Regions from separate parts of the Zea mays genome. Here region 2 is linked to region 1. The links are chromatin contacts, called in public Hi-C maps. All regions are on one chromosome and are shown on one strand. Each heading gives the region's core, a stretch centred on a gene start, on an enhancer-like site or on the middle of the called end of the contact. The rest is flanking DNA. Distances are from core to core; before and after follow the strand shown. Region 1 has its middle 11 kb from the start of LOC100382554. Region 2 holds the start of LOC542117 (benzoxazinless 1).

Evidence for each region. Hi-C and Micro-C count contacts between places; a contact is called where the count stands out from the background.
Region 2: a contact with region 1 is called in a Hi-C map of leaf, with 2.8 times the contacts expected there. The contact joins the promoter of LOC542117 here to the enhancer-like site in region 1. A contact is called at or near these places in 4 of 25 Hi-C or Micro-C datasets (all in leaf) and 1 of 3 datasets of contacts at active chromatin or transcription factors (leaf).

The regions. Positions count from the first base shown.
Region 1 is chr4:3,879,574-3,882,273 of Zm-B73-REFERENCE-NAM-5.0, forward strand. No RefSeq gene overlaps it. Among protein-coding and RNA genes, the nearest start is that of LOC100382554, 11 kb to the right of the region's middle. Within about 2 kb of position 1,333, at least 18 of the 20 cell types and tissues checked have an H3K27ac peak or open chromatin away from gene starts, as enhancers often do. A contact at or near this core is called in leaf, where this site is marked.
Region 2 is chr4:4,105,680-4,108,379 of Zm-B73-REFERENCE-NAM-5.0, forward strand. LOC542117 (benzoxazinless 1) reads left to right here and starts at 1,325. Exons shown (of 6, transcript NM_001111749.1): 1 at 1,325-1,630; 2 at 1,748-2,057; 3 at 2,152-2,228; 4 at 2,308-2,385; 5 at 2,517-2,654. The coding sequence starts at 1,325.

The DNA.
Region 1 (2,700 bases), core at 83-2,582:
TGTCTTAGAATAAATCGTGTGAAACCTTCACTGAGAACGATTTATTCCATCTTCACATATTTTACTAACTTGTATTGGTCATTCGGTTGCATCATTTTAATTGGTACGGTTGGTCTATGAAATAGTGAAGTACAATTCTTCATGTCACTCTCTCGATGGTGTGGAAGCTTTGGAAAGAGCGTTATGAAACTTTCGCTGAGAATAGCCTAGTTTAGAATATGACTGGGCGTTGTTTAGTTTAATGGTATAATAGGGAACACACATAAAATCTGTGAGTAATTATAAACCATATTAACGTACGTACGTATGCATGACGTAGAGGTAGACGTTTCGAAATCCAAAACGAACTCGTGCAATAACTTTAATTGTTCTATATAAGGGCTTATTTGTTTAGATATGATTCTATGTAGATTAAATGGTATTGATCAGATTTAAATTTATAACAAGTTAAAATATATCTTAATCACACCTAATCCACGTGGAAATAAAAATATCTGAACAATCTTTTGTCCCACAAAGATTCGTATCTACGACGTGACCGCCTGCTGCCCCGGTGAATGGCTGGGTCCCCTAGCTAGCCTCGAGGAGGATGGGACATGAGCTGCTAGATGCACCAGCCACACATGAGGGATTGGCTATATACACTAGCTACTATACTAGGGGCATGTCCAGAAAGTAATGAACGTGACCCGTAATGCCAGTGCGTCATGAAAAAGACAACACTGATCGATCCATCTTTGTCTGTATGGTCGTATATGATCACCAATTATGGAGTATGCTATATGTCCTTTTGTGATCATTCAAATATGACCTGACCTCACCACCACCTAGCTTTCATTTTACAGTCGACAAAAGCAAATAAATAGTAACGACTGTGGATTAGAATAATTGAAGATGATGATCATTGCATTGCCGCCACTGTGCACTAAGATCTACTACTACGACGACGACGACGATGATTGACATGTGACGTTGCAGCAAAGGGGTTATATATAGATTCCACGAAATTATATAACTCTGTATAAGTTGACACCTTTTTATTATTCAAAATCATCTATCTCTAAAAAAGGATTATATTTTCTTTTTTCTCACATCTAAAAATTCGATCTTTTTTTAAACGACATCAAATAAAAGAAAAAACTGGCCAAACCAAAGTTATATATCTCAAAAGTCTATACAGCTCTGTAATTGACAATTAAGTTTTGTATTTAAATTTGGTACCCCCGTGAAAATCGTTTATATATTTGTGGAGACAAGACAAACGTGCAGTGTTGGGGTGGAGCTGGCCCAACTGCCCTAGAAAGCTACTCAAGCTAAGGAGGCATGTAGTGTGTGCGGTAGTGAAGCGTCATCCAAATACAGTGCACAAAGATCTACTAGATCTATAGCAGCAGCATGGTGTTGTGACCACACTTCACTATTACCGGAGAGCTGAGACCGGCCGTACGTCATCTCCTGCTTCTTGTTTGCATAATTGCATTGGTGCGGTAATTTACAACTTCAAACCTTGAGCAAATTATATATATACTACGACAATTAATACCCACGTAAACTATCCACCAAAAAAATCATAAGATTTTTTATTGATCATCTATGCTCTCCGTATAATATTTTTTGATTTGGCTAACTGATATTATTGTTTACTACATCCAATATATCTTGGTACAACACGACCAATGAAGTGGGCGATTAAAAGAGAGTTCACAACGACTGACTGAACGAAACATAGATTATAGAATGACATAATTTCACCGTACAAAGACCAAATAAAAGAAAGTTTCTGAGCTCAAGTTTCTAAAATAAGTCACATGAACTCAAACTTATAAAAAGATAGATCAAAATATGAAGTGGTTGCTAAAGTCGGGCATCAATAAAAATTGGATGCGCTCTATATAAATTATGCTACTTTGTAGCAATTACTAACGTTTAAAACCAACAAACAACCTTTCATTTTACTGTTGGTATGACAAATCATTGTGTCTCCATCCAATTCAGGAACCTCAAACACCATAGAGTTCATTGCACCAATGTGGTATCAGAAACGATATAATGCTTGCAAAAGCCAAGAACGTCGTGTCGTGTTTGGGCTGTAGCCTCAGCCCGTAGTATTGGCCCGGCCCGGACCGACACGATTATATTTTTTATCTTATAAAAAACGTATATACATGTATATACAATTTATATTCAATATTAAAAACACCTAAGCATGATGTTCTACTGTTTAGATAGTTTCATCGGTGTCTCCCGCCCTTCTACCATCAGGCCATGGGTTCGAATCTCACATCCTGCACCGTGACAAACGTGACAAGAAATCAAACGGTTTGATAAAAAACCATGTCACGAGTAAAATGTGGCATGAAAAAGGTTATGGTCACGACCAAACCATCCCGGCCGGCCGGGATCACGTGGGAGTGCAGACGACGCCGTATTCTTTGCCACACATGCAGATCACGATTCACGGGATCCTAGAAGATAGATGCGCGCTGGGCCCATTTATAAAAATACGACAAAATATGCCCATCTTGTGGATTGTATAGTTCTCATCATCTCCACGCTGCTGGTAAATCAATCAGGGCACGATGTAATTTTCAGAGGGTGATTGCGTTTTTTCTTTTCTTTTGCAGGCAGGCAGGCACGTTGATCATCTTTATCGAATATGGTCTCTAGCTATTAGAAATATAGTACTATAAATGTTGTTTA
Region 2 (2,700 bases), core at 75-2,574, 230 kb after region 1:
CTGCAATCTCTCTCATTTTCTCAAGGATATCGATGTTATCCATAAGGTATTTCTTGAACTTCTTATATTTCCCTTCGACATTTATATTCCATCCTTTCAACATTTTTTTGTTCAATCTTTTTTGTTTTTTTCCTTTCCAAACATCGATACATTTCCTGCTCCTCACAGGTAAGGACGAGCTTTCAAAAAACCTTCTGCTTTAAAGTCAGGTCTGAGCCTCCAGCAAAGCTCACATATCTAAAGTCCCTCTTCTTAGTTGGGACAGAGTCAGTGCTAAGACACATGGGAACATGACCAGAAAAAAAAAATCATATTTAGCCCAGAGACAACAATATTCTTGTACTGCAAGTCTCGTTATGGGCTAGCAAAGGAATCTACCCAACTTCTCAAATGTGTTGGGATGTCAAGTATATAGACTATTCATCAGTTCCAACTCTATCAAACTGTGCAGCTCAATTATAGAGTTGAATAAAGTGCTCCATCTATTTGTTCTTATCCTCATATTTGGTTAAGATATTAAAATCACCTCCCACCAACATTTAAAGTGCACCATTTAAAGTGGCTCGCGAGCACCAAACCGCTGAAAACCGGAAATGTTTAGCACGTTGGCAGCGGGACCCTTTTCTATCTCATCGTGTTCTTCGTTGTCCACCACGGCCCACGGGCCAACGCTCCTCCATCCTGTAGTGTAGAGTATATTCCATTTGCGACCGAGCCGAGCATCGATCCAGCCACACTGGCCACTGCCAGCCAGCCATGTGGCACTCCTACGTATACTACGTGAGGTGAGATTCACTCACATGGGATGGGACCGAGATATTTTACTGCTGTGGTTGTGTGAGAGATAATAAAGCATTTATGACGATTGCTGAACAGCACACACCATGCGTCCAGATAGAGAAAGCTTTCTCTCTTTATTCGCATGCATGTTTCATTATCTTTTATCATATATATATAACACATATTAAATGATTCTTCGTTCCAATTTATAATTCATTTGACTTTTTTATCCACCGATGCTCGTTTTATTAAAAAAATATTATAATTATTGTTACTTTTTGTTGTAATATTGTTTAGCATATAATAAACTTTGATACTAGTATGTTTCCGAGCAAAAAAAAATATTAATATTTAGATTACGAGCCCATTAATTAATTATATTCGAGACAAGCGAAGCAAAGCAAAGCAAGCTAATGTTGCCCCTGCTGTGCATGCAGAGGCCCGCTCTTGCTATAAACGAGGCAGCTAGACGCGACTCGACTCATCAGCCTCATCAACCTCGACGAAGGAGGAACGAACGGACAGGTTGTTGCACAGAAGCGACATGGCTTTCGCGCCCAAAACGTCCTCCTCCTCCTCGCTCTCCTCGGCGTTGCAGGCAGCTCAGTCGCCGCCGCTGCTCCTGAGGCGGATGTCGTCGACCGCAACACCGAGACGGAGGTACGACGCGGCCGTCGTCGTCACTACCACCACCACTGCTAGAGCTGCTGCGGCTGCTGTCACGGTTCCCGCCGCCCCGCCGCAGGCGCCGGCGCCGGCGCCGGTGCCGCCAAAGCAAGCGGCGGCACCCGCCGAGAGGAGGAGCCGTCCGGTGTCGGACACCATGGCGGCGCTCATGGCCAAGGGCAAGGTTCGTCGTCGTTATTTTGCGCATAGGCGCGGACACACACACGTGCTTTAGCCTTTAGCTAGCTAACACCCAGATCATCGTCGGTGCGTGTGTGGATCCCGTCCCGGCTGCATGCAGACGGCGTTCATCCCGTACATCACCGCGGGCGACCCCGACCTAGCGACGACGGCCGAGGCGCTGCGGCTGCTGGACGGCTGTGGCGCCGACGTCATCGAGCTGGGCGTGCCCTGCTCGGACCCCTACATCGACGGGCCCATCATCCAGGCGTCGGTGGCGCGGGCTCTGGCCAGCGGCACCACCATGGACGCCGTGCTGGAGATGCTCAGGGAGGTGACGCCGGAGCTGTCGTGCCCCGTGGTGCTCCTCTCCTACTACAAGCCCATCATGTCTCGCAGCTTGGCCGAGATGAAAGAGGCGGGGGTCCACGGTAAACTATAGCTAGCTCTTCCGATCCCCCTTCAATTAATTAATTTATAGTAGTCCATTCATGTGATGATTTTTGTTTTTTTTTTTACTGACAGGTCTTATAGTGCCTGATCTCCCGTACGTGGCCGCGCACTCGCTGTGGAGTGAAGCCAAGAACAACAACCTGGAGCTGGTAGGTTGAATTAAGTTGATGCATGTGATGATTTATGTAGCTAGATCGAGCTAGCTATATATAATAGGAGCATATGCAGGTGCTGCTGACAACACCAGCCATACCAGAAGACAGGATGAAGGAGATCACCAAGGCTTCAGAAGGCTTCGTCTACCTGGTAGTTATATGTATATATAGATGGAGGACGTACTCATTATTCCAGCCCCATGCATACATGGAGGCTTCTGCACAGACGACGACGACGACGACAACACGATGACTAACACTAGCTAGGGCGTAACGTTGCAGGTGAGCGTGAACGGAGTGACAGGTCCTCGCGCAAACGTGAACCCGCGAGTGGAGTCACTCATCCAGGAGGTTAAGAAGGTGACTAACAAGCCCGTTGCTGTTGGCTTCGGCATATCCAAGCCAGAGCACGTGAAGCAGGTACGTAGCTGACCAAAAAAAAACTGTTAACAAGTTTTGTTTGACA